Linked DNA regions of Sus scrofa: regions 1, 3 and 4 are each linked to region 2. A link is a contact called in public Hi-C, HiChIP or PLAC-seq and promoter capture Hi-C data. All regions are on one chromosome and are shown on one strand. The core of a region is the stretch at or near the end of the contact, and the rest is flanking DNA. Distances in the headings are between cores, read along the strand shown.

The links. Promoter capture Hi-C pulls out the DNA fragments that hold promoters and counts their contacts. A called contact is a pair of places that touch in the nucleus more often than the background predicts. HiChIP or PLAC-seq counts read pairs in DNA pulled down with a chosen protein or histone mark.
Region 1: a contact with region 2 is called in a promoter capture Hi-C map of fetal liver, with 6 times the contacts expected there. The contact joins the promoter of BORCS5 here to the promoter of YBX3 in region 2. A contact is called at or near these places in 2 of 5 promoter capture datasets (fetal liver and liver) and 2 of 2 datasets of contacts at active chromatin or transcription factors (alveolar macrophages and skeletal muscle).
Region 3: a contact with region 2 is called in an H3K27ac HiChIP or PLAC-seq map of alveolar macrophages. The contact joins the promoter of CDKN1B here to the promoter of YBX3 in region 2. A contact is called at or near these places in 1 of 5 promoter capture datasets (fetal liver), 4 of 47 Hi-C or Micro-C datasets (heart right ventricle, liver and skeletal muscle) and 2 of 2 datasets of contacts at active chromatin or transcription factors (alveolar macrophages and skeletal muscle).
Region 4: a Hi-C map of liver shows a contact between it and region 2, with 7 times the contacts expected there. The contact joins the promoter of FOXJ2 here to the promoter of YBX3 in region 2. A contact is called at or near these places in 1 of 47 Hi-C or Micro-C datasets (liver) and 1 of 2 datasets of contacts at active chromatin or transcription factors (skeletal muscle).

The regions. Positions count from the first base shown.
Region 1 is chr5:60,069,718-60,076,563 of Sscrofa11.1, forward strand. BORCS5 (a long non-coding RNA gene) reads right to left here and starts at 3,259. Exons shown (of 4, transcript XR_002344101.1): 1 at 2,797-3,259; 2 at 121-264.
Region 2 is chr5:61,336,031-61,343,628 of Sscrofa11.1, forward strand. It overlaps YBX3 (Y-box-binding protein 3), which reads left to right and starts at 1,838. Exons shown (of 10, transcript XM_003126475.3): 1 at 1,838-2,330; 2 at 6,142-6,205; 3 at 7,250-7,283. The coding sequence starts at 2,042.
Region 3 is chr5:59,731,018-59,738,316 of Sscrofa11.1, forward strand. It overlaps CDKN1B (cyclin dependent kinase inhibitor 1B), which reads right to left and starts at 4,814. Exons shown (of 3, transcript NM_214316.1): 1 at 4,298-4,814; 2 at 3,622-3,751; 3 at 207-1,517. The coding sequence starts at 4,772. The coding sequence ends at 3,630.
Region 4 is chr5:63,057,576-63,064,719 of Sscrofa11.1, forward strand. It overlaps FOXJ2 (forkhead box protein J2), which reads left to right and starts at 4,403. Exons shown (of 11, transcript XM_021092393.1): 1 at 4,403-5,539.

The DNA of each region.
Region 1 (6,846 bases), core at 2,009-4,508, 1.3 Mb before region 2:
AAAAAGTATATATATATATACACACACACACATATAACCAAATCACTCTGCTGTACACCTGAAACATATTGCAAATCAACTATATTTCAATAATTTTTTTTAAAAAACGCAAGTTCTTACCTTTCAAAAGTGGCTGGAAGGTTGGAATCTCTTGCAACTTGATGACATCAGGATCATTGCTGACATTCCGTGAGGCCTGGGAGCCCTGAGCTACAACCACAATATCATCCATCTTGGCTCTATGCTTAGCTGGAGAAGGGGCCACTGAAAACAAAGTTACACTGCTCAGAAGTTGCCTGTTAGTTAGCTTCCTCTCCCTCACCAAAGCTGTCTTCACTGTAGTCATTAAAAAGACTATTTTTTTTTTATACATACACAAAAATGTTAACTGTAGTTATCCTGCAGTGAAGGCTGGGATATGGGAGATGAGTTATGGAGGACCTCTATTTTCTGAGATTGAAAAACCCTCAAACTTCACAGGAACACACGCCAACTATGAAATTGTTTTTATAACTGCAAGTATTTTATTATTCAATACACAAAAGAAAAAGCAGATTATTTTTAATTTTTGCTTTCCGCCTCCTGATGTTTGCCTCTATTTCACCAATGAGGAAACAGAGGTACAAAATTTAGCTGTGACTTGCTCAAGATCAACAGTGCTAGAAACAGAATTAAGAAAGGAACTGGAAGTTTATGAGTTGTTGGTATACATGGCCCATCCCTGTGGCACTTTGCAAAGCTGTGTAGCCATCACATCACAGCAAGCAAGCCCAGTATGTTGGATAGACAGTAATCACGGTTGGGGAGGGGGGGTTCTCAACCTTAGGTGATGGTACCACCCTCTTCACCCTTAAAGTCACAGGACAGAAATAACCAGTAGGTCCATTGCAGGCTGAGGCAAAATTCAGAATTTGGAGGACTGCTAGAGATGCAGGTAAATTTCAGGTCTCCAAGGAGAACGTAATCCATTTAGAGGGAGTGATGCAAACGATCAAGGGCTCCCTAGACCAAGAAATCCTCTTCTCCCAAATATCTTCCTGGTTGGGGCAAGAATAATCTTTATTGTTTTATACTCTAAAAGGTAGTATTTACAGGCTCACCATCATCATGTCTCAAAAGTTTATCCAGAGGAGTTTCTGTTGTGGCTCAGCAATAATGAACTCAACTGGTATCTATTAGGATGTAGGTTGGATCTCTAGCCTCGCTCAGTGGGTTAAGTATTCTGCGTTCCTGTAGCTGTGGTGCAGGCCAGCAGCTGCAGCTCTGATTCAGCCCCTAGCCTGGGAACTTCCATATGCCGAACATGCAGCCATAGAACTGCCCTGCCTCCTGGAGCCGAAAGTCTGTGTCTTGGCATTCACTGCATCTCAGCTACTTTCACTGCTCTTCAAGAAATCTCTCTTACCCTCTTTTGCTAATTCACCTAATGTTTTACAAATCCCAGGCCAGAAATCTTTCCTGCTACAAAGTAATTGCTCCTTCCCTAGACCCCATACAAAAACAGATTTTGCTAGATTCTAGTTAGCCTCTACTACTCATCTGAAAATGGGGCTACTGCAAGGATTAAAGAGGAACACATGTGAAGCACTAAGCACAGGGGAACAGGCAAGTTGCAACCTATGCTATTGGGTAATACCAATTAGTGCAATCTAGTACTATTTAGAGCTCAGGCTGTTGGTTAGTAGGTGAGCAATCCTATTAAAAAGATGCCACACTTCTTCCCAAAGAATGTTTCTGGCCTGACACAGAGGCAAGAAAGTAAGAGGTAACATCTATTTCTGTGTTTGTTATAACAGATACTACATTCTGGGTCTTCCAAAAAAAAAAAAAAATAGCAAAGCTAGTACATGCTGCACACCATAAAAAACTGTCTAATCTAGCTCCCGGAATGGTCTGAACTAGAAGGGCAGCTTTCAGTGTGGAATCCCCTGATCTGTTAGCGTCTATATTTCTGAAGTACAGATCCTACCAAGAACAGAGCAGTTCTATGACCAGAGCTCTTTTTAGGCTCCAGATATAAGCCAATTTGGATTAACAACTCTTATCCAGGGCAACTCCAGTGGTCCCAGGGTTTGGCAGGTAACAAAGAGGAGCAAATGATTCTCAGTTAGCAAAGCATCACCTGTTTTATTTACTGACTGCTCATTGTATTACAGGAACAGTAAGCTCCCGTTCCTATATCAAACTCGGAGAGAAATCTAAAAAATATGGATGAGTGAAGAATAAGAAAAACATCAGAACCTGCCTTCCCAAACAACTTCTATATTAAAAAAGGAGCCGAGAAATCTTCCGATTGGTTGCAGTTCCTGGGCACCAAAACCAAGGCACCAAAACCAAGGCTGCAAAACACCTGTCACACATCCCTCTGAAAAGGAATCTCTGGGACCCACTTCTAAGAAGGAATCTGTTCTTTGAGGTCTTGTCTGTGAACCATACACTGTGCGACCAAACCTCACTGTCAGGCATCAATACTAAAGCCAGATATTATTTAGGTCCTCTTTCAAAGCGTAGGCTACACTGAGAGAAACACAGCTGTTTTGAAAATTAATGGGCACGGGCGGCCACCTGGCTCAGCTTGCAATCACAGGCACTCACTACCATTGGGAGAATCAAAGCCAGGCCAGATGGTTACTTTTTTTTTTTTTTTTTTTTTTTTTTTTTTTTTTAAGGAAAAAAACACGGTGAGAGCTTTCTGTGCGTTCCTGTCACCCGTCCCAGTCCCCACCAGGCTGGGAGGTAGCCCGCTCCGCAAGCAGGCAGGACTGGCTGGAGGAGAGGGGAAGTTAGGACACCGACCTGAGGAGTTCAGATCGTTGGGTCGGCTCTCGGCCTCGGAGCTCTGCTCACTGCCCATGGTTGCCGGCAGCGGTGGCAGCGGAGGAACGGTGGAACGGGCGGTGACCGCTCCGGCGGCGGGGCGACAGGGCAGGGGCCAGGGACCTAGATGAGAAAGCTACACGGGCTGCGGTGTGGGGATGGCGCGCCCAACCCAACGAGTGGCGCGGGCGGCAGGGGACAGGAGGCCCTACTTGGGGAACTGACTGCAAGGATACGTGGCTGGGCTACACGCCCCTCGCCGCCTTCTTTGGGGAAACCCAAGACCAAAAGGCAGGGGAACGCCCGGCACCAGCCGCGCCCGCGGCCGGCGGGCGGCGCCGCTTTCACTCACTCGCTTGCTCAGACGCCGCAGCTCGCTCCTTCCGGGACGCCAATTGGCCGCGCCGGCTGCGGCGGCCGTCAGTTCCGGGTTAGAGGGCCCCCGCCCCGGCCCGAGGGAGGGCGGGGAGACTCGCGCGGAAGACTCCCGCGGCGCAGCCTTAAAGGGCCCAACCTCCTCAAAGACAGAACCGCCCCGCAGGGTGCAGCGTTTCCTGTTGTAATATTGCACATCACCTTTAAGCATTATTCACACACTAGGCACTTTACTCCTATTTTTAGAACTTTACATAATAGGTTTGGGGGGAGTTTGTTTTTGTGTGTGTATTTTGGGCATTTATTGTTTTCCGTTTTAACTGAGATATAAGTGACATATAGCATTATATTAGTTTCAGGTGTACAATGTAATGGCTCCGTATTCGTATGTGTTGTGAAATCTTAAATCTTGTTTTACAAATGGCAAAATAGAGGTGTTAGACTTAGGGTTGGAACCCATAGCTGTCTGAATGCAAAGTTCCTGTTTCAGTTCCAAAAGGTGGAAGTTTGGCAGTAGACAACCGTGCAAAAAAAAAAAAAAATACTTGATGGTAAAGGACGGAGTTGAAAATGAGAGCAAAATGAATAGAAAATGCTGACTCGTTTGTTAGATGTTTATGCATCTTCAAAGGAAAGTGGATGCCCCAAGTCTCGTCACTTTCTGGGGAGCTTGACAATTATCACAGGGCATTCTGAAACTAGCAAAGGCGGAAAAGAAGTATGGGTAACGCAAAACAGAAACTGCCAACTTTCTCGCATCGTGTACGAAGACTTAACAATGTATTCCCATCAAGGAGTTGAGCGGTTCTGGGATTCTCAGAACTTTGCAACTCATATTGTTTGTTTTACGAAATTTCAAGCGAATACCCTGAGATTATATATACATAAACGTCTTATGCATATCATCAGAAAGAGTGTCAAATTGATGAAATGATTAAATCCCTTCTATTCTGCAGTATCACAAACATTTCACCTGCTTTAACTCATTTAATTTTCCCAATAACCCTGATGACCATAAGCAGGTAATTTCCTCATGGTCACTAGGTAGTATGTGGTGAAACTAGGATTTGGGATTCTCTGGTTATAAATCTCATGCTCTTTCCTCTGCTCCCCATCACAGTACTGTCCTCCCTGGGTATCCTCTGGGGGATTGGTTCCAGGACCCCCTGCCTCTGGAGGATACCAAAATCCATGGATATTCAAGTTCCTTACAGCTGGCCCCTCTAAATCTGCAAGGAAGAAATCTTGGGTATGGAGGGCCCACTGTACCATGAGAAAAATTCAAGTGAACATAAATTCAGTATTTGGTGAGAATGTGAAGATAGAACTAAAAACTGCCTGAGAGATCAAAAGAGTTTCCTAAGAGGTGATGTTTGACTATAGTCTTGAAGTTTACATAAACCACCAGACTTATGGAACTGGGAAAGGCCCGCTAAGTAATGTGTCCATTCCCTCTTGCAAAGCCCTTGGTTCTTCTCTCAGATATTTGGGGAGGATGAGCGAGAAGGCAAAGAAGGGAAAGTAAGTCATAGTCTGACTCTTGTTCCCTCTCCCACACCAATATTTAATTGTGTTCTATACCCTAATCCATACTGATGTGATGGTGATTTTTATGCTTCCCTTTGGATAAATGTTTCATTCTAGAAGGGATCCATCAATTGATGAATGGATAAATATATCATCCCAGGAGTTCCTGCTGTGGCCGAACAGCATCAGTGGTGTCTCAAGAGCACTGGCATGCAGGTTCAATCCCCAGTTCAGCACAGCGGGTTAAAGATCTGGCATTGCCACAGCTGCAGCGTAGTTCACAGCTGTGCCTCGGATCTGATGCCTGGTTCAGGACTCTTTATGCTGTGGGGTGGCCAAAAGGAGAAAAAAAAAAATATATGTGTATCCCATTCTCTACTGGCCAGCAAGGTATCTGCAAAGAAATCCACTGATAACCTATGTATAAGAAAATTGTTTTCTCTTGAAGCTTGTAAAATTCACTCTTTGTTTTGATTTTAGGCAACTTATTGGGCTTGGAAAATAATGTTTTGGTTTTGAAATTTTCGGATGACCTATAAGCTTCATGAACTTGTATGTTCAAATCTCTCCCCAGGTTTGGGAAGTTCTCAGTTATAATTTCTTTAAGTCAGCTTTCTACCCCATCTTCTGCTTTTCTCCTTCTGAGAATCCAACATGGCAGGGCAGGAGGTGGGGGTGGGAGGTGCTGGTTGTTGGTGTGCTCTCTGTGGCTTCACAGTCTCTGCCAGGCAGGTGCACTGTGATGGAGGCCAGTGGCAGGCATCAAGTTTACAGCTGGAGGGGTAGCCCAGATTGAGCACAGGGTAGTGGAGGTCAACCACAGGGGTCCAGACTGGCATCTTGCATTCATGCAACCACAGAGTCCTGGGCTGGCTGCTATTGTGATTCTAGGCTCCAGGGGAGACTGGGGGCAGGGGAGGAAGCAGGGAGGGATGTAGGCAGCTGTCAGCAGTAAGTGTAAATACCTGTGGGGTGAAAGCTGATGATGGGGGGCATGTCTCAGGTGGCAGTACTAGTCACTGGTTTCTTAAGTGGTGATAGCTGCTGGGTTTGTCTGCAGAGCAGGTCACTGGGAACTGTGATCTCTTCTGCTCCATAACTGCTGTTCCTGTTTTTTTCCATGTTTCTAGCATCTCTATACCTCTTAGCTTCGCAGGTCTGCGTCAGGCGAAATTAATTTTGGAGAAACAGCAGTGAGTGATGGCTTGGAATGGGATCTTAATTTTCTGCTCAGGAATTGAACCTGGGCAGCCTGGGTGAAAAACAGCCACTAGACTAACTAGAGGCTAAACGCAGAATTGGGGGAGTTTCCGTCATGGCACAGCGGAAACGAATCTGACTAGGAACCATGAGGTTGCGGGTTCGATCCCTTGCCTTGCTCAGTGGGTTAAGGATCTGGCATTGTGGTGAGCTGTGGTGTAGATCAAGGATGCAGCTCAGAACCCACGTTGTTGTAACTCTGGCGTAGGCCGGCGGCAACAGCTCTGATTAAGCCCCTAGCCTGGGAACCTCCATATGCTGCGGGTGCAGCCCCCAAAAGACAAAAAATAAATAAAAGCAGAATTGCCCCGCTTCCTGTCCCTTGTTGAAAGCAAGACTGTTTCAAAGAGGCAAAGCCCGTGAAAACAGGTACAGAGTTTATTGCTAGAAACACAGTACAACACGTGGGAGAGCACACAGAGAAGTAGTCTTACATGTCTAAGGCAGAACCAAAGCACTAGCACACACCCAGAAGAGGAGCTCGGGTTCGAGCATCCTCCTCAGTGAAGGGTGCACCAGATGAGTGGTTTAAACCACTTACATAGGACAGATCTCCTGGTCTTTGTTTTCCTTTGGTCAGTTTTCTTCTTTTGTTTCTCACACCTGACAGAACCCAGGGCCCTCCCCAATGTGCCAAGATGGCACAAGACAGATTCCAGAGCAAAGGGTCATGGGACAGTATCAGGACTTATTATGGCCTGGTACCACTTCCCTGTGTGATCCCTAGGAGTCTTTGTGCGCATGCGTAATTGGGGAGGTCTCCTTGACCCCAGGAGTGATTGATGTGGTTATCTTATCTTTTTACTCCAGCAGAGCTCAGCTCCTGCCATTAACTTTCTCCCTGAGGTGTGTCAGAGAGAAGAAAGG
Region 2 (7,598 bases), core at 588-3,087:
TATCACTGTATGGTCCACATTACAGTCTAAAATATGAATCTAACATTAACACCTTTGTCAATTAAATATTTTAAAATATAGATGAGTTACATGGAAAAGTCAAATATTCCATATTTTGCTTTTTTTTCCTAAGAATTAATTTTTAAGTTGTATTTTTCATGGATGGAGTAAGAAAGCAATAAAGCAGGGCATTACAATTATTGATAATGCTGGAATCTAATATACAACACAAATGAATCTTTCCACAGAAAAGAAAATCATGGACATGAAAAACAGACTTGTGGTTGCCAAGGGGGAGGGGAAGGGGGAGGGAGTGGGATGGATTGGGAATTTGGGGCTAATAGATGCAAACTATTGCCTTTGGAATGGACAAGCAATGAGAGCCTCCTGTACAGCACTGGGAACTTTGTCTAGTCACTTATGATGGAGCATGATAATGTGAGAAAAAAGAATGTATACATGTATATGTAACTGGGTCAGCTTTCTGTACAATAGAAAATTGACAGAACACTGTAAACCAGTTATAACGGAAAAAATACAAGTCATTATTTAAAAAACAATTATTGATAATGAATGTGTTCGTAAGTAAGTGAGTGTGGAAAATGTTGGTCTTTTTATTTGTTTTCATTTAGTAAACATTTACTATGCTCTAACTCTGTGTTAGGTACTGTGTGCTAACCAGTGGGAATATAATGATGAATTACACCTGATAACTACCCTTCTGATGCAGCCACAGAACATAGAATTCTGGGGTCGGGCGAGGTTGGAGGGTGTAAATGATTTAGGGGAATAAGGAATGAAAAACGGAATTTTTCGTTAGACCAGACACTGGAGTTACATGTGATAATCCCATCCACGTTCCTTTGAGGAAACCAACTCTGGGATATTGAACACCTCGTCCAAGTTGACTCCATTAACTAAGAGCAGCACTAGAGTGTAAACCTAGACTTGCCTGGATCCTGGAGGCAAAGGACGCCTGATAGCCTGTATCCCAATAGTTCTTGAATACAGAGCACGGTCCCTCTGGCCTGGTGTTCAGCATGATCTCGTCCATTCTCCAAAGGCCATGTGAGCTCTGCAAACGGACTACCGTTTATTGGGTGATCCGTTTCTCTGTTACTCTCCTCCCTGAGGCTAAGAGGGCTCAGTTGCTTAAGTTTTCACTAGCTGGCAGGGGCAATTAGAGAAGAAGGTAAAATTTATCCTCCCCCCCAAGTATAGTATTATTACATATATATTAGCAGCTCACTATTTGTTGCCATTACATTGATGTAAACTCTGATATTTGCATTACTTCATGGAGGTTTGGACCTCAGTTTCCTCACCTGTGGATTATAGAAGAAACCATCTAACATCTTTCAAGAGGAAGTAGCCAAATAGCTTTAAGATTGTATAATTCCAGTTCTTCACTGCTGTATCAGAAACAGTTTTTCGTGCTTCATAAACGTTGCATGGATAACTAGAACGGATTTTAAAAGCCAGTATTTGAGAGAGAGAAGCGCCCGGTCATTTGGATGCCCTACTTTGCTCCTCCTAGAAGATGTGGTTAGGCAGGAGTGCCCCGCTGCCCGGCTCCAACAAAGGGCCGGCAGAGCGTGCTCGGCAGAAAACTCCAGAGTACCCTGCCAACCTCAGATCCACCCTTGCTTTCCTTTCCCGGCCACTCGGGCCCCTGCTCTCAGTCCCGGGCCGATCGGCGGGTGGAAAGGGCACCGGGCCCCTTTAAATGCTAATGAAGTCGATGCCCAACTCGGGAGCCAACTCTCTCCACCCTCTTCCCTCTCCGGCCGGTGCGCCGCCTAGAAAAACTTGCGCGGGGCCATTTTTGGGGCAGTAAGATCGAGCGAGGAGCCCAAGAGCGAGCGCACAGCCCGAGAGCTCGAGCCGCCTCCGCCGCGAGACCCACCTCGGCCGCCGCCGCCCGCGCCACGAGATCCGCACCGGCCTCCCCGAGAGCGAGCCCCGGCCGCCGCGACCTCCAGCTGCGCTAACCGCCGACCAACCGCCACCGAGGTGCCCGAGGGAGAGCGGAGGAGGCGGCATGAGCGAGGCGGGCGAGGCCACCACCACCAGCACCACCAGCACCACTACCACCACCACCACCCTCCCGCAGGCTCCGGCGGAGGCGGCCGCCGCGGCCCCCCAGGACCCCGCGCCCAAGAGCCCGGCGGGCAGCGGCGCGCCCCAGGCCGCCGCCCCGGCGCCCGCCGCCCTGGTAGCGGGCAACCCGGGTGGAGACGCGGCCCCCGCGGCCCCCACGGCCCCGGGCACCGCGGCCCCCGCCTCTTCGGCCGCCGCGGGCAGTGAAGACGCGGAGAAGAAAGTTCTCGGTGAGTCAGGCCCGGGAGGATGGAGGCTGCCCCGGGAGGAGCGGGCGGCCGCGGAGCACGTGTGGGCAGCTCCCACGCCTGTCCCGCTCCGCGGGAGGCCTGACAGCACGGGGTCCCCGGGGACCTCGGGTCCCTGGCGCAGGTGGCCAGTCCCCCAGGCGCTGCCAGGTGAGCGCGCGGCGCCCTGCGCTCCCCGCCGCCTGAGCGCGTCCCTTCAGGTCCCAGGCCCGTGAGGGACGGGACTTAACTTGGATCCCCTGGGCACGCACTGTCGCACACTCCCATGGCGAAGCATCCCTCCGGACAAAGGGGAAAGGAGCGGCGGTCGGGAAAGAGGATCCAGATTTGGGATAGATGCGGATGTAGGGATGGGACAGCACCCACGTGGGACGGGGACATAGTAGTCCTCGCCTAGGTTCTGGGTGAGGAGAGCATTTCCTTCGGGGGAGAGGAAGGCGCCGGACCAGACGGGAGGGAAAGGTGCAAAGGCATCTTGCTGGGAAGGCTCAGGTGTCTGTCCCTGACGCCCTTCCCACGGGGGCGCAGGAACGAGGCCACGCTTCTGTCGGCCACATGTCGGCGGAGAGGTGTTGCAATCCTCTCCGGGAAACTTGGGCTTTGGTCCCTCGTCCCCCTCCCTCTCTGCCCGCTGCTGCAAAGAACCAGTCAGTGTTTTCCAATCCCTACACATTTGCTTCTTCCCGGATTGTGGGAAAGCATTTGGTGCAGCAGCTGAAAAAACTTCGTCGGAAGTGTGGGTATGACGTTAGTTCGCAGCATCGTTATCTTGGGACTTGGAACTCCGGGAAGGAGATCGGAAGAGGAGCCATACAGGTCGGGGGTGGGGGAGCAGGGCATAACAAAAGGCGTCTGTGGTGGTTGGTGGTTTTATCGAATATTTCAGCATTCTCTCCTGAAGTAAAGCCCTAGGTGGGGCCTTAAACCGGTTTACAGAGCAGGTGGGTGGGGAATAAGTTCTCTAAAGGGTGTGTGCTGTAACATTCCCTCTTTTTTTAAAACAGGGAAGGTAAGAGATGCTGTGGGATGCTTCCAAGAAGTTTTCAGTATTTTGGATAGGGCATGTTTGATCTGAGTCTTGCTTGCCCAGTTTTCGAAGAAGAAAATTGGGGGAATAATGTAAAGAAAAGTTTAATAAGATTCCGATTCCATGTTTCCTGCCTTGAGAGGCCTCTTTTCATGCCCCCCCCTTCCTCCCCTGGGCTAAATTTTATTCAGTTAACTGTCAAACAGCGTGCTAAATGTAATATGTGTAGGGTTAAGAAGCCAAATAGCTCTCATATCGCTGGACTTAAAAGTTGCTTTAAGTCTAGTAAGGTTTGCATGGTGATATAGTTTCCAACAAGTGTTCCTTGGAACACTTCCATGCAAAATGCCAGAGAGGCAACCTTGGCCTACCCAAAGCAGTGTTAAGATCTATTCTTAATGATAATTTATTTGCCTTTAAGGGAGATTTTGCAGCTTTTCCCTTGATCTGACTAAACTTCTGAATTTTAAACCGAAGCAGATATCTTTAAAGATGAAGGAAACAGATAACATTAAAATTTCCTCAACCACCAACTGCTTTTAAGTCTGTAGCACATCCTGGTGATGAGTCTGGAGGTCTTGGATCTTTCCACTGTCACTTCAACTCTCAAAAGCAAGGACAGCCTTCCACATGACATTTCAACACCGTCTCTGTCCAGTGTGTTCTGCCATCAACTTTCCTTAGCCAAGCAAACACATGGGTGCCTAAAATGTGCCAGACACAGGGCTGACTGAAATTGAATTCTGGTTTGGGATTTTCCCATTCCAGTGTTTTTGTTTTGTTTTGTTTGTGTTTTTTAATTTTAACAAACGGTCTTTAACTTCAGTGTATAGTCAGGAAAAGTAGTTTACCTGACCATAAGAACACTTCCCTTCTGGAACATCTTTGAAGCTTAATGGTCTTCAACTTTGTCTCCACATCCCTTTCTGTGCATGGGAAGTGAGTTGATGGTTTTCAAGCAAGAAGTGTGCATGAATGTGTTTGGTCTTATTAACTCATTGGGAATATTTGTGGAATTCAGAAATTTTTAAAAACTGCATTGGGAATAAAAATTATCTTCAGTCTGGAGTTATACTTGCAAATCACTTTCATCTTTGTCCTTCTTTGTGTTGTTTTTCCAATCAAGATTATGCCTTTGGCAGTGCCTATAGACATTAACTCTATGAAAATGAATCAAAAAAGAGTTCCTAGCTTTATGTTTTCCTTACATTCCTCTAGGTCATTAATTTGGGGGCAAAGGAAAGGAGACACAAAAAAGCATATCATTTGACATACTAAGTGATTTAAAAGCATATGATTTATCAAAAAACAGTCTTCTCTGTGCATTTGGATTGAAAACATAAAATGGCTTTTTCTTCTTTGCCCTGCAGCTCTAGTTAAAATGGCCTAAAACTGAAGATTTTAATGGTTTAAAATATCTCTTCATTGGAGATGTATTCCTTACTTGGAATTAGAGCTGGAGATTGCTCAGTAAATGGTGGGCTGGATGGCTTTGAAGGCATAAAGAGTTTTTTGTCTTTTTTTATTCTTTTTATAGAGAGCTGAAATACTTCCTCAAGCCTATCAACCCAGCAAAACTCAGAACTAACCCTGCCCACAGCAAAGCAAGTCCTAATTACTATTTCAGTCTTGATTTTTAAAACAGAATCCTTATTGTTTATGCTTGAAAATTAAAAACTTTGTATCTCACAGAGAGGCATAGACTAATGTTAATTGTTATGTTCATTCTCTACTAAGCTTTTTTCTTTTTTAAAGTTACTCTGTAGTCAGATTTCCTGTTTCAGTGAGTCTTGATAATTGCTTTATGCATTTCCTGAATTTAGACATAGGCATTTCCTAGAGGTACTGGGTTTGGTATTTAAAGTTAATTCAAAGGAGTCATCTAAAATCATAAATGATTGAAATAAATTTGAATCTACAAAGTACAAGTTCTATGACCATACTCTTTGTTCAGATTCCTTCTCTTGAATTGTGTTAACATCTGGCATTGTACAGAAGTGGTCCTACTCATGATGGAACATAGAGACAGTAATCAAGTTAAAGAGAGGAGTTTTATACGAAAATGCTGAGTTTGATTCCCACCAACTGCTGGAGAGTAGGGTAAACAATGAAATAGAATCCCAAGTTCATCACTGGTTTGAAAGGGCCTGTTACATCATGTCTCAGGGTGGTAAGTACAGAACTGGGCTGAGACAGACATCAGTTCTATTATTACTCTTGACTCCTCTGATAGGCCCCCATCTGGCATGGAGACAAGTTTCTTCAGGTCTTTGTAGATTAGCTATTAACAAGGAGCTACTATTTCACTATTTGAAGTTTGCCTACTATTTCAAAGTGTGAATGTGACGTGTGACGTCGTTGGTACTTACCTTGTTCGCATGTCTACAGTTGCTCTCATTTTGACCCTTCTTTTGTGCTTAAAATTTTTTTTTCTGTGTTAAAACTTGAAAGAGCACATTTCCGTGGTGTTTTGCCTTAAACGGTGTTTCTCAATTTTAATTACTGTGGAGTGTATAGACTTAGGACCATTCCTTAGGACATTACTGAAAAGTTTAACAAAGAGGAAAGGTTTCTGTCTTCCGAACAGTATTTCCCTGTGATGTTTTCACTTGCTCCATTTTCTGTTCCCAGTATACTATGGAGTTAAGCTTTTAATGGTTTCCTCAAGTATGTTTAGGCTTTAAATAATGCTATCAAGACCTTAGTGATATGAGCTCTATCTCTTTGTAGGTCAGATACTAATTTATCTGCTTAATCCTATTTTAGCCACCAAAGTCCTTGGCACTGTCAAATGGTTCAACGTCAGAAATGGATATGGATTTATAAATCGGTATGTGTGCACACATCTCTGCATGTTTTAAATGCACAACGTGTCATGGCACCTGCTGTTGGGGCTCTTTATCATTCTTTATTAATGGCTTATATAAGTTATAAGATTTCTGAACATGTAAATATTCTCATTTTTAATCTACTGATTAAGTACTAGTTAAAATGCATTTCCAAAACACTGGGAAATAACTTGTTTTATAAAATCTAGTCATTAAAAAAAAAAAAAAAGGATGAGAGAGATGAGGGTAAATCAGAAATGGGAAGGACCTTAGGATAATTGAGTTGGTATCCACAGTTTCACAGATGGAGAAATGGAGTCTTAGACTGGTTAAACAACTTTCCTAAGGTCACACAACTAGTGAGTAATTGAGCTGCATCAGTAAACCAGGTCTGGTCCAAGTCCTGTGTAGAAACCCTACTGTTTTCTTTAAACCATGGTAACTTCTAACCATATAGGACCAAGAACACAACTGCAAGCTGCTGGGAGTATTCTGATGTTTTTATATGATATCGTCATTTTCTTTACTCCCCCTCCCCAGCCCCGCTTCTTGGAAAAAAAGTCCTCCAGTTTCTTCCTTGCATGTTTTGGTAGGCAGGGTGGCAGGGGGTGGGGGGTGGGGGGAGGACAGGGTGGCAGTGGGGTGGAGGGGCTGTTTTAGGTTTCAGTGTAAGGAGAGCCTAGTTCACAGCTGTGCCCTGTCCTTTTAACTGTCTTGCTTTGCTTTTGCGGGGAGGGAAGTCTAGGGCTCTGGTTACATACCATGTGATTTAGAAAGAGACGACAGAGGAAAGGGATGCTTCTCTATGTTGAATCTGGGTGCTTATATCTAAGCTCTGTGGTCATGGGGAGGAGTAAGGTGGGTATCTTGTGGGTTTAGAAGTTTTGAAGGAGGATCGATCGAAGGCATCTGAATTAAGTTTAGAGGATAAGGAAACATTTATATTGTGTTTTGAGGTCTTAGGATCTACTCACGAAACGTCTGTTCTTTTTAAGTTTTCCCACATACCTAGTACCTTTAATTGTGAGCTTTTTGTTTTCCAACAGAAATGACACCAAAGAAGATGTGTTTGTACATCAGGTAAGAAGGATAGTAAGTGTGACATTTGCCCCGAGATGAGAGGGGCCTCTGTAATGTGCTATTGTCTCCTTCCCATCAAGTCCTACATGTTACTGTTGTGTTCTAAACTCTTTCTGGGGTTTTATTTTGGCAAGGGAGCTCAGCTTCACATTTTAAGATTAGCACATAAGCCCTTCTGTCCCATCATTAACTGCTTTCAAACAGTTTTTGTTTTTGCAGTTTAATAGAGCAATAATTAGACCACTTTCTAATTTGTAAAGCCTTTGAATCTTTAGCAAAAACCCTTCTGTTGCTTTGTTAGCCTCCTGTTCTCCT
Region 3 (7,299 bases), core at 3,564-6,063, 1.6 Mb before region 2:
ACCCATACAGAACTAAGTGGAAAAGAGTGACTACTACGTTCAGACCTACAGAAATATCATCTGAGTGGTGGGCTGAATTATCTAGCTATTTGTCACTTCATATTATATTTATGGAAATGTGACTATAATGCTAGATCAAATACCTCAAGCTTAGTAAGGTACATTACATACAGCTCAACTCAGTGAATAGCTATGGAAGTTTTCTTTATTGATTGCTTGATGTTTAACAATAATTGGCATTTTTTTCACACATTACAAAAAAAATTATACTTGGCTCAGTATGCAACCTTTTAAGCCATATTATTTAACAGAAGAGGGGAAAAAACCTACTCTACCCAATACAGCATTTACAAATGCACAAACATGCCACTTTGGCTTGTATATTGTCTAGATTAAAAAAAAAATCTCTTTTTAACATAAATAAGTTAGTATAATTTTCAGTGTCTTTACAGAGTTATGTACACAGGTACACTTCAAATGGTTTTGTTTCATACACATACACAGGCAATGTAAAAATACTGTTTAAAGATGTAGTATCCATTTCACTCATCCCCCGGGGTGCTTTTCTCTATACGCACTTTCCTTTAAAAACACCACTTTCCTTTGGGCAAATAAACAAATAGAATGAGTCTTTAAATTAAAAATTATTTCATTATTTTTTATGTCGAGTTACTTACAGATCTTTAAAAATATCCAAGGATTTAGAATTATTTTGACTGTGTCTACACACCCTGAAGTGAAAAGAAAATTAAAAATTTTCTCAACAAATCTGATAAAAACTAGATGGTCAATTCTGAGCATTCAAACTCCCCCCCATACATGCCAGATTTTTGCCCAGTTACCTGGAGTGATTACCAAACTGATGAATAGTTTAACTGGTACATTCCAATTTTAAGGGAGACAGAGGGAGGGGGGCTGAGGATGTTGTTATTTTAAAAAAAAAATTTGCTGCCACATAACGGAATCATCAGAACTCCCAAATAAGAAAAAGCTTCATGCAAAAATAAATAGCAATGATTTGCAGCCAGTGTTCAAATTTGGATTTTTTAAATGAAGTATCGGTTCTCACTGAAAGGGACATTACATCTTTAAAGAAAACCATTCAAAAATCTTTCCCCCAAACTGCTTCTCTTCATGTGAGTCAAATATTTTTCTCCTTGCTCTAAATCCAAGCAAGCTCTTCATAACCCCCCCACCCGTGCCAATTCCTCAGCCCCACCCGCCCTCCCTTCCCCAAAGTTTATGTGCTACATAAAAGGTAAAAACTATATACACAGGTAGTACAATGAAGCAAATAAGGAAAAACCTAATTGCACAATGCTACATCCAATGCTTTTAGAGGCAGATGATTTTAAGTGTGCCTAAAATTTTAGTGTTATTGACTTGTTGCTGTTCAGTGCTTTATACGGGTTGTCCCTTTCATGGAGTCAGATATGCACTTAAAATTTTTATTTTTTATCTTCCTTGCTTCATCAAGCGGTGATGTATCTGATCAACAAGGAAACATACTCTTAATACTGCAAAAGAAATAAGAAAAAAGAATTAGGAGAAAAGCACTAGAATAATATTGCCAACATATTAACAAGAATTATTTTGTTCCTGCCTTAATTGGGAAATACCTGGGCGATGGAAAAGGAAGAATGTAGTAGAAGTTGGTGACTAGAGCCATCTCAATCCCCAGATTTTTACTTTCTCCTGCGCTGGGTACTTTTGTCTAGAGCAGTGCTTCTCAACAGTAGATAATTTTGTCCCCCAGGGGACATCTGGCAATGTTTGGAGACATTTTTGCTTGTCATACTGGGTGTGGAGGGGGTGCTACTGGCATCTACTGGGAGAGGCTAGGGATGCTCCCAAAACATTCTACAACGCACAGGACACCCTCCCACAACAAAGAATTATTCGGCTCAAAATGGCAACAGTGCAGAGGTTGAGAAACCCTGGTCTAGAGAATCGGGGTCAAAAATAGTGAGAAAGAACAGACACAGGAAAATTAAGGAACTGTTAACACTTAAGAGTAGCAAAATTTTCTAAATTTGAAAAATAACTGGAAATAGAAAAGCTCACCAAAGAAAATTCTATTCACCCCCCCCAAAAAAAAAACTAGTTTCTCAGTCGTATGAAGAGTATACACACATGAATGCTTGAGAAGAGGTCCTTACTACTATTTCCTGTATTCGCTGAACTGGCAATATTTACTAACAAATGCCTCTCTGTATGTCAGAATGCGGCCAGATCAAAATCCAGTAGGTCTGATTTGCTGTGGCTCATCTGATGAGCTAGGCCACGAGTCACCAACCAACAAGAGCCACAGGTGTTAAGGTTGACTCAGAAATTTTTTTCACTTCATATACAGCTATAACGTAGGGTTCGATAGTGCCGTGTTGTATAAGCTCTGAAAGATATCAGACGTATGTAATAAAGTCCTACCTGTGACACTGATGTAAAAACACAACAAACTTGAACCCTACCTTCATCCCTGTTCTTTATTTTAAAATTTTTATAAATGAGGATTTTGAAAGTTAATGTCAACATCTCTTAGGATCTCTTTAAATGCTAAGCTATGAGGGTGTTTGTGGAGGGGAAAAAAAAGAGGTCACGGTCATTGTCTGTAAGGAGTGTACAAACTATTAACTAATATATGTAGTTTGATCATTATGGAAACCAATCCATGTAAAGCTGGGGGGCTGAATTATGCAAATTAGTTTTTTACATTGATCAGATTTTAGTAGGTGGAAAAATGTCCACTTGCCTTGTTCGGGGTAGCCCTAACCAGTGGCAGCCCTGGTATCTACTATCCATTTCCCCTACAAATATCCAAATTATCCTGTTATAGCACGATTAGCATACACATGCTGACGTGTTCCTGGATTGCTTACTCTGGCAGAGTTACTTAACTTCTGCTTTGTAACTTCAGTGTTATCAGAAATTCCATAGGAACCTTAGCGTTTTTGAGCCTTCCATTTTGGTTTTTTTTAAATACACAGGTTCCTTCTCCATCCCCCACACTGATCAGAAAACAGGGCAAGTGACACTTTGTGAAAACGATAGATAAAAGAAAGCCACACTCCTCTCTATTCACATTTCTAACCATGTGATTAACCAGATATGAGCCATTTGTACCTAACTTTTCCCTCAAAGTTTTAACTGGATCATTTATTTGCCATTTTTTTCCATGTATGGCTCAAAATCTGTTAGAGTCAGCTTGGTCCTCTGGGAGATGAATTCTCCTGAAGTGGGATGGAGGCAGACCCCCGCTCTTGTTCAGATGGAAAAAGAACCTATTGTTCCCAACACCGTTTTGATGGGACTCTCAGGGAACTGACCTTCCTACCCACAGGGCCTTGGTTGCAAGTATTTGCCTGGGACACTTGCTCTAATCATTGGGAGCTTCAAAGGAAAATGATCTCAGGACAGAGAAACTGGGAAGAATTATAGTACCCCCACCCTGATGCCCAGTCTTTCCCATTCCTCCTTTTTTTGGACCTCATAAAATACAAACAAAACCCCACAAGCTCTAATCTGCCAGACACCACTAAGATCGGGTATCTTGGTGTTTGAAAACCCATGAGTTCCTTCAGCCCAAATCGGGTGTCACTTATTTGCTTCCAGTGATCAACCCACCGAGCAGTTTACGTTTGACGCCTTCTGAGGCCGGGCTTCTTGGGCGTCTGCTCCACTGAAGCCGAGTTCGGGGAACCGTCTGAAACATTTTCTTCTGTTCTGTTGGCTCTTTTGTTTTGAGGAGAGGAATCTAAAGGCAGGAGGGAATTTTAAAAAGAACACACACAAATAATCTTTATTAGAAAAAACAATGGCTGACACAAGTTGGCTCGATACTGAGGGGACAAAAAACCCACCACCTCCACCCACCATCCTGGATCCGTCATTCCCAGTGGCCTTTAAGGGCACAAAATGAGGTTGTTTTCACATAACAGAAAGTGTATTCTACGCCCCAAATCTCTCTCTCTCCAAAGCGAAGAGGGAGGTGGTTGATAAACATCCCAACGTTGTCACATACCTACAGCTGGCTAGCGGGGAGGAGCCGCGATGTTTTCAGTTAGAGAAATTATCAGATAGCACAGTCTCATGCTTCAGACTTAAAAGTCATAAACAGACCAGCAGCTAGCCAAATAGCATTTAAAACCTAAGATGAGGAAGGTGTGTTCCCCAAGAGCTAAGTCAGAATGCGCTGAAAAGAAAGCGGAGGTTTAAGATCCTCAAGCAGGGAAAACAGCACGGCAGACAAACAGAGAGAGGCAGACAAACAGACGTTTCATGCATTCGAAAGGGTCATTACCGTCTGTGGCAGGTCGCTTCCTTATCCCAGTGCACTGCTCCGCTAACCCCGTCTGGCTGTCCGGTGCATCAGTCTTTTGGTCTACCAAATGTGTGTCCTCTGAGTTGGCCTGAGACCCAATTAAAGGCACCGCCTGGCGGGTCCCGCTGACACCCTGGCCCTCCTGCGCCGGCACCTTGCAGGCGCCTTTGGGTGGCCGCGGGGGTCTGTAGTAGAACTCGGGCAAGCTGCCCTTTTCCACCTCCTGCCACTCGTATTTGCCCTCCAGGGGCTTGTGATTCTGAAAATCAAAATTCCACTTGCGCTGGCTGGCCTCTTCCATGTCTCTGCAGTGCTTCTCCAAGTCCCGGGTTAACTCTTCGTGATTGACCGGGCCGAAGAGGTTTCGGCAGGCCGAGGGCTTGGGGTACTCCGCCTGTCTGGCGTCCATCCGCTCCAGGCTCGGGCTCCCGTTAGACACTCTCACGTTTGACATCTTCCTCCCGGGGCTCGGCGACCGCCTCTCTCGCGCTCTCGCAAAACAAAACCGAACAAAACAAAACGCCTCGACCCAGCCCGAGCCCCTCTTATAAGCCCTGCGGCTGCCCTCCGAGCCAAGAGAAACAAACACCGACGAGTAAGCGCCCGAGCGTCAGGAGCGCGCTGGGGCTGGGGGAGGGGGCGAGGGGCAGCCCGGGCCAGGCAGCCCCGAGTCTCCGCCGATCAAGTGTACGGGCGAGCTGGAGGGCGGGGAGGGGAGGGGAGAGGAGCGCAGCGGAGAGAGGAGGGGGCAGAGCCAGTCCGAGTCCCCGCCGCTGCGAGCCCGCGGGTCCCGCCGACCGAGCGGCTCTCCAAACCTTGCCGGCGTCGGAGTCGCGGAGCGGCGAGAAAGTGGGGACAGGGGAGGGGGAGAAAAACACCCCGAAAAGACGAGCCCCCTTTTTTTAGTTGCCCAATATGGCGGTGGAAGGGAGGCTGACGAAGAAGAAGATGATTGACACCGCAAGTCTATTTAAACAGAGGAGGAGATCATTGGTCGCGGCGCCGGGAGCCGCCCAGCCGAGACTGGCGAGCTGGGCCTTAAGGTGGCCCCTGAGCCGCCGCTGCGCCTCCCCGCCTCCCGAGCGCGCCGCCGCCGAGCGCGCGGCCGGGAGCTCGACTGGTCGCGTGACTGCTGGAGGTGCCGGGCTGCCAGCAAACCTGCTCTGGCTGGCCTCGGAGAAATTAAAAATAAGACAAACTCGCCAAAAGGCCGGGGAGCCGGGGAGGGGCCTGGCCGGAGAGGTGGCGGGTTCTGGTCCCTGCGCTGCGCTCCGCTCCGGAGCCCCGACCTCCCTCTCCTCGCCGAGGGCGATCTTATTTTCCCCTCGCTCGCCGAGCGGGTAGGGGCGGGCAGCTGGGCTCGCCGCTGGGCGCTCGGCCCCCAGCTGGGCTCTCTCCCGGGGGGGCCCCCACCGCTCGCTCAGCGGGGGAGGCGGGGAGCCCCTGAGCCTGGGTGCCTTAGCTGGGGGTGAGCAGTGGTTAGCTCACCCTTAACCTAGAAGTCTGTGCTGTTCTAGGGGAGGCAGGGGGCTTAGGGGGGAAGCCCAGGAGGACGTCTTTCTATAAGTAGACTGGAATAGATGCTGCATTTGTAATGTATTCTGAACCCAAGCTCTCCCTCAATAAAAACAAGAAAAGGGCTTCGAGATCAAAAACTCTATTGGTCTCCCAAGTCCCTAATAAACTTAGTAGCTGTCTCAGATACATTTCGTTTAAAAAAGCGAGGATACACCCCTGGCCCAGGTTCTTGCTTCCCAAGCACTGTTAAGGCCACTGACTTGGTCTGCGTGTGGGAACTCGTCTCCTCTTTTATATTTTTCAGTTCTTTCCCGGCTTGTAGCAGTTTCCTCTACCTGAGTCCCGCCGCCAAATACAACAGCCCCTTCCTTCCTTCACCTTTCTCTCCCACCAGATTCACTTCTCCAGCCCACCCAGAACATTCAGATAGATACAAGTGAACGCTTTGAGAGAGCTGCAAGTCGCTGAAGGGTGAAAGTAATCGCAAAGTCCAGATTGTGAAGTGATTTATACAACCACCACAACCATGTTCTCAGATCTGATATTATTATTTGGGCGTTTCTCTGCTCCCCTTGGCAACTTGAAGTCTACCTATCCATATGATTTTGAGCAAGATGATGGGAGTTAAAACAGGATGAACAGGGCTATCATATCTGAAACAGAGCCCAAAGAGTCTTTAACTGCCTTCCCCCACTCCCATATATGATCTTGGTCTGGGTCAAAGTTATTATACACGTTACTGGAAACTAATCTTCAGTTCTAATAGTACACAACAGTTTTCTTAGGTGTCTTCAGTAGTCCACAGCCGTTTTCTTAGGAGTCTATGATACAGATGAGTTTGACTTGTAACTTGTTTTCTTAACCACATATTGTTTGTCCACTTTGTCTGCCTGCCTCACGTGTGCACTCCAGAATGTAAGAGCTGGAGGGGGTGGGGGAGAGAGCCTTCAGAACCCTGTGGCTCAATCCTTTCTTTTTACCACTGAGGAAATTGAGACTCGGGTTTCTTGTCTGGGGACACATAGCCAGTTGGTAGCAGAGCCAGGACTAGAGTAGAGGCAGCACCCTCACCCTAAAGCTGGTTCATTTTCTGTTCCTTTCCCTCCTGATGGCCTCAACTGGTTGTTTTTGTTTGTTTGTTTTCCTGGGTCTGCCTGTGCTATAGTCTACAGGCCCTCCTCTCTTACAAGTGATTCAGAATGGCTCCTTCTCATACCCTGGCTTGTCTGCAGATGTTTCCTTGATGTAGCCTCTGGTCCCTGGCCTGATACCACTATCTTTGGCCTTTGGTGTGACCTTGCACTAATTTGGCTAAAACGCAGATTCCCAAAAGGCAGGGTGAGAGCAGTGAGGGAGGTGATGCCCCAAACTTATTTCAAAGTCAAGACTTCCTACCTGACTGACAAAATATTTCACCTGAGATCATAGTAAAAGGTCAGGTCTTCTTTATTTTTCTACATTTA
Region 4 (7,144 bases), core at 3,153-5,652, 1.7 Mb after region 2:
AATATTGGTCACCAATATTATGAAGAACCGTTTTGCTCAAAGTAGACTAATACCCATGAAGAATCATATCATATGTTCTACTATTGAGAAGGGTGGATCCTTACATTTCCATGTCTTGAATGTTTCAGTGACTATATTTTTATTGTGCTCCAGATCACCCTCCTTAATAGAAAGTAAGTGGAGAATGAATGCAAGTGATTCCTTCTGTCTCAGGGCAAAAGACTCAAACCAAACCAAATCAAAACCAACTTGTCAGTTTCCTTTTCAAATTTTATTTATTTATTTATTCTTTTTTAGGGCCAAACCTGCAGCATATGGAAGTTCCCAGGCTAGGGTCCAATTGAAGCTGCAGCTGCCAGCCTGTGCCACAGCCACAGCAACTCGAGATCAGCAACATCAGATCCTTAACCCACTGAGCGAGACCAGGGATCAAACTGGAATCCTCATGGATGCTAGGTGGATTCTTAACCCTCTGAGCCACAGCGGGAACACCACCTTTTTTAATATTGAAAAATAACATAAGCAGGAGTTCCCGTGGTGGTACAGCAGAAATGAATCCGACTAGGGACCATGGGGTTTGGGTTCAATCCCTGGCCTTGTTCAGTGGGTTAAGGATCTGGCGTTGCTGTGAGCTGTAGTGTAGGTTGCATATATAGCTCGGTCTGGCATTGCTGTGGCTGTGGAGTGGGCAGGAGGCTGTAGCTCCGATTGATCCCTAGCCTGGGAGCCTCCATATGCCGCTGGTGTGGCCGTAAAAAAAAAAAAAAATAATAATAACATAAGCAAAAATCCTGCAAGCACTAATTATGGATAAAGTAGAAAATGAGGAGTTCCGGTCATGGCTCAGTGGTTAACAAATCTGACTAGGAACCATGAACCATGAGGTTTCGGGTTTGATCCCTGGCCTCGCTCAGTGGATTAAGGATCTGGCGTTGCTGTGAGCTGTGGTGTAGGCCAGTAGCTACAGCTCCAATTAGACCCCTAGCCTGGGAACCGCCTTATGCCGCAGGTGTGGCCCTAGAAAAGACAAAAAAAAAAAGAGAGAGAAAATGAAGTAAATTATAACAATCTTTAAGCTCACATCTTTGGTGTATATCCATCTGTGTGTGTACATATATACACAAATACATACACATACATATGTATTTTATTTTTTACACACTCATTTTAAATAGAAACTATAAAATATTATAGAAACAGTTTTTAACATGATTTCTCACCAGAATATATTCAGATATATGAAAAAAATTATACATGTCTATTGCAAAATATCTAAATGGTAAAGAAGACAAAAAGACAAGCAATCCTCACAAATTCTGCCTCTCAGAATTAAATACAACTACTCATTGGAAAGCTAAATAATATTCTATTATATAGCTGTGCCATAGCACATTTAACAGTTACCCTATTATAGGAGTTCCCATCATGGCTTAGTGGAAACAAATCTGACTAGCATCCATGAGGACCTTGGTTCGATCCTTGTCCTTGATCAGTGGGTTAAGGATCCAGCATTGCCGTGGGCTGTGGTGTAGGTCACCGACGCGGCTCGGTCCTGAGTTGCTGTGCCTGTGGTGTAGGCCGGCGGCTACAGCTCTGATTAGACCCCTAGCCTGGGAACCTTCGTATGCTGCAGGTGTGGCCCTTAAAAGACAAAAAAATAAAAAGAAAAAAACAAAAACAAAAAACAGTTACCCTATTATGGATGTTTAAGTTTTTTCTAATTTCCTACAGTTATAAATAATGCTGCAGCAATTATCTTGTTTATGTCAAATAATTTCTTGAGCTTTTTATTTTTCTCAATTTCTAGGAAAAGGAGAGTCTAATCTTTCCCTAACTTTCCCATTTCTAATACTTGGACTTCTCTACACCTGTTCCCCAAGTTTTATATACATAGAAAATGTTAAAAAAGAATTGAAAGTAGGAAACATAACAAGACATCTAGGAGTTCCCGATGTGGCGCAATGGGATCCCCGGCATCTTGGGATCGCTGGGATGCAGGTTCCATCCCCGGCCTGGAACAGTGGGTTAAGGATCTAGAGTTGCCAAAGATAGCTTAGATTGACAACTGCAGTTTGGATCTAATCCCTGGCCCAGGAACTTCCATATGCCAAGAGGCGGCCAAAACAAAACAAAAACAAGAAATTTAACATATAGCAAGAAACATGTGATGCCAAATTATCTGTGTACAGGAGAATGAGTTAATGCTTCAGTGAAGAGGGAAAAATAGAGTTTTAATCCTGGGAACTGGAAAGGTGGAAAGAAAGAAAAGCCTCAATTGGAATAAACTGCTCTTAATTAAAATTAAAGGAAAGACTTTTAATTCTGAAAGTTTAGGAAAATGAAACAAGTTAAGAATCACTTGGGGAGTTCCCTGGTGGCCTAGTGGTTAAGGATCCACTGTCGTCACTATTGTGACTCAGGTTCGTTTCCTGGTCTAGGAACTTCCCCATGCTGTAGGCACTGCAAAAAAAAAAAAAAAAAAAAAAAAAAAAAAAAGGAGTCATTTGGATTTGAGGGGGTTTTTTTTGTTTTTTTGCTTTTTAGGGTTGCACCCATGGCATACGGAGGTTCCCAGGCTAGGGGTCCAATCAGAGCTACAGCTGCCAGCCCACACCACAGCCACAGCAATGTCAGATCCTAGCTTCGACTGCAACCTACAGCACAGCTCACAGCATCACCAGATCCTTAACCCACACGCACTGAACAAAGCCAGGGATCGAACCCGAAACCTCATGGTTCCTAGTCAGATTCATTTCCGCTGCGCCACAATGGGGAACTCCTGAATTTTAGATTTGTTAATTTAAGTCTCAACTTTACTTCTTACTAATCACTTGAACTGACTGAGAGATAGTTGATGCCTCTAGGTCAGTTTTCACGTCTGTAAAATAGGTTTAATAATAGTGCCTATGGCTAGAAGAATTAAATGGGATAATGCACGCAGAGCTCAATTCCTGGCATATTGTAAATATAATGTAACATATATATATATATATATATATATACACACATAAAATATAGTATTTTGTATTTAGCCAGAAGACAAAAAAAGACTTAAATGTGAAATGTAGTGATCAAGCCCTAATCTTAAGTATGCAGTCTTTTTTTTTTTGAGCAATTGAAAAATATTTTATGGGTGATATTTTTGCTTTCTTATTATTTGATGTGATAGAAAGTAGAGTAGTTTGAGACAAGTTTAATAGGCCGGAGGATGAAACATATAAGAATTCGCAGAGGAATAACATGATTCCAGGAGGAAAAATGGAGGTGGTCTGCCTGGCTTACCTTCTGTCTCTAGCGCGCGCGGGGGAGGGGGGGATTATTATGCAAAGGGCGAAGAACGAGAATATTCTACACTATGTGACCAGGATAAGATATGCTATATGATTGTGAAGTGAACAATATTTTGTATCCTTTGTACACCGTACAGTTTAAAAAAGCATTTTCAGGAGTTCCCGTCGTGGCTCAGTGGTTAACCAATCCGACTAGGAACCATGAGGTTGCGGGTTCCATCCCTGGCCTTGCTCAATGGGTTAAGGATCCAGCGTTGCCGTGAGCTGTGGTGTAGGTCTCAAACGAGGCTCGGATCCGGTGTTGCTGTGGCTCTGGCGTAGGCCGGTGGCTACAGGTCGGATTAGACTCCTAGCCTGGGAACCTCCATATGCCGTGGGAGCGGCCCTAGAAAAGGCAAAAAGACACACACACACACAAATAATAATAAAAAAGCATTTTCACATAAATGAACTCATTTGATTCTCACAACAGTCTTGCCGGCGTGGGCCCAGAGAGTATCAGGATCCCCTCTTGCTGACCAAGATTCCATAGAACAAGGGCTTTGCTCAAGTTTATAAAGCAAGATTTTGTGATGTTTAGTCTGGAATTTTCTCTGTTGCACGCCCATTTATCCTTTTCTAAATTCATTCAACAAACATTTATTGAACTCCAGGGTGACACCAGGGTAACATATTAACTTCGCTCCAACCCCATAACCCCGTGTAAGTTATCCCAGGGGGAAGAGAAGCCCGTCAAAGACATTCCCGAGAAAACCGGAGATCTTCATCCGTATATAGCAGACAATGAGAAAAGGTCAGTGTGACAGAATTAGTGTTGAAATGAAATTGACAGTTCTTGTGGCGCGAACCGGGGAATCTCCCGACAGACAGCAGTGGGTTGTCATCCAGGGTGGATGCGCAGGCTGTATCCGGCCAAGTGGCGGGGTGGCGGCCGGAGGGGGCGAAGGCGGCACGCGCCGGGTGCCGCGGGAGCGCGGGTGCGGCGGCGCGGCTCCCCGGGCGCAGCGCACCCCCGGCGGCGCGGCCCGCGGCTCGGCGCCGCCCGCTCCTCCTTAACCCGCGCGGGGAGGCGGCGGCGGCTGCGGCCCGGCGGGCGGGGGCGGGGGAGGGGCGCCGAGCGCGGCGCGGAGGCCGGGGAGGAGCCGGGGCCTGCAGCGGAGCCGAGCCGAGCCCAAGCCCCAGCCGAGTCCTGACACCGTCCGTCCGCCTCCTGGCTCCCCGGGAGCCCCGGACTGGCCGGAGCCAGAGCGGTGGCGGCGCGGAGAGCCCCGCGCGCCGGAGCGAGCGGAGCGGACTGGACGCGACTGGAGGAGGCGCGGCCGCCGCAGTAGCCAGTGACGGGCGTCGGGAGCCGCGGCCTCCCGGCCTCTGCTGCCCAGGCCAGCTCCGGGAGAGCGGGGAGTACGAAAACCCCACCCTCCGGGGCACCCCAGGAGAAGAGGCGGGAGCGGGGACGCAAGCCACCTCTCCCCCGGCCGGAGAGAAGACCCTTCCCACTAGGGCGAAGGAAAGAAGAGAGACCCCTCTAGGAGCGAGGAAGATCCCCGGACTGGCCCGGGAATAGAGCTCCCGAAGTGGAAAAAGGGGTGATCCTTACCCAAGGAAGCGGAGTGGGACCGCCCCGGCGTGCCTCCACTCCTCCCGACTCACTCTCCGCAGTAGTGGACTTTGGAGGCAGAGAGAAAGGGGGATATGCCTGTGGAGTAGGCGCCCTCCATCCTATCCAGTCCTCACTGGGGAGAGGATTCCTTTTGCTCGGAAGCAGAGGACACTCCAGGGAAAGAAGGGGAGCCGGCTTTCCGCCTTTCAGGAGAGGGAAGAACTCCCCCAACTTCCTTGTACCTAGACAGTGGAACAGGGCCGAGCCCCTCCGCTCAGATCTCCTGCGGACAGAAAGAGCCCTCCGCTCCCGACAGGATCAGTTTGGGGGGGAGGGGGACTCCCCCAAGGGGGAGGAGACAACTCCTGGTTGGGAGAGGCTCCTCCCCTCCTCCCCAGGGTAACCGGCCCAGTGTGGGGGGTGTGCCACCTTCCACAGGTAGGACCTCCTTCTCCTCCCCCTGCCCCTCCCTCCGTGCCTCATCCTCGGGGGACCCAGTTCCCCTCCCCAGCTTGGGAGGCTCAGCCAAGGACAGGAAGAGCCACTGAGGATGAGAATCTTCATCTGCCTTTGAAGAGGGGCGTCCCTCCAACCCCAAACTCCAGTACCAGGTGGTCCCCTCCTTCTGCTGAGGGAAACTTGGAGACAGGTTAGTGCTTTCTTTCCTCTTCTCTCCCTCATCCTTAGGCACCAGTGGGCGTCGGGGGCTGAGATGGTGGCTCTTGGGTTTCATTACTGGGCAAGGTAGAGAATCTTCTGGGAAATGTGTTCTGAAGCTAACTGGATCGAAACCCTCATCTTGCTGCAGGAGCTCCGAGCAATGGGTTTCTTTAGTGTTTGGGGGCTACAAGGATGGGAGTCATCTGAGGTCCCCAGGGAAGTGTGTGTTTTCATGCCGAGGGCAAAGGGATGTCAGGAAACACCAGCATCTTCAGCACTCCCATATATACAGTGTAGGTATGATGGACAGACACATCCCAGCCAGTCTCTCGTGCCACCCTCCATCCTTGGGCCTCTTCACAAGGAGGGTGGGCCCTCACTAAAGTCATGCTGGCATTTCATGGCCTGGCCTTGTCTGGAGCTTCCATTGGTATCACATTTTCTCATCTGTAACCCTAGATCCCTTTATGTCCACCAAAGCTGTGGAATCTCCAGCCCACTGTGATTACCACCCCCTTGACAAGAAAAGTAGTTGGTCTCCACTCACCCGGCCCGACACCAAGAGGCCTCTTTCATGACATTCCTATTCCTGGCTGGAAGCATGCCTCTACCAATAAAATCCACAAGCAAAATGGGGATCCCATCTCCCAAGGCAGGAAGAAAGGGTACCGGGGAACCCCAGCTCCTGGGTTGAAGTTCCTCCCTCATGCTGGCTGGGTACCACTGCCCCAGGGCACTAGGCTGCTCCTGTCCTTTGCTGACAGTTCCTCAGGAAAAAGCAGATCCAGGAGACAGGAGACGAGGAGAGGAGGGTTGCTGTTCTGCCTCCTTCCAGCCTTCCATCGAAATAAGTTGACCAACCAGGGAGATTTGATCCTTGAGGAGTTTCCTTTCAGAAAAGCACCTAATAGTCTTGTCCTCTCCCTTCCTGTTTTTTGTTCAGTCCTGGGGCTCTGGAAACTTGCATCTAAGTTTTCGTCCAGAAAATAATAGTGGGAAGCACCTCAGCCCAGAATCTTCAGAAAAGGCAAGAAAAAGGTGCCAGGAAATCTGTCTAGCTGAGCCTGAGTTATAGGTTTAGTAACGCTCTGCCTTTCGACCTGCAGTCCCTAGCCAGGTGCCCACTTTCTTGCCTTGCCACTAGGAAGTACCTTTTCTCCTGCAAGGGGTATTAGTGAGTCCAAGTGTGAGGTTTCATCTTATTTGGGTTTTCATGTTCCCTCCTTTCTCTTTCTGGGCATTTCTGGACTGCCCGAGTCCCTTCCATTTGTTCCTGGAAGCGACCTCTTAACTCGTGGTATATGAGACAGGGCTCTAATCCAGGTTTGTTTGGCTGTCCCATGAACGATGTGCATATGTTTCTTAATTCAGGTGGATGTGGCTCTCTCCACATCCGTGCAGGCTGTGGGGAGAGGCACACGTGTGCTTTTCAGACTCAGCCTCCAGTGACTCAGAACTGTGTGTTTCTGGTAGGCTTCTAAAAGCAGGTACCCCTGTGCGTGGATGTGGAGAGGGTGCTGATAAGGAAAGCCTTGGCCTGTCCTGGCCATCTCGAGCCCTCGTGAATGGCTGCCTGAAAGTCACCCCACGTAGC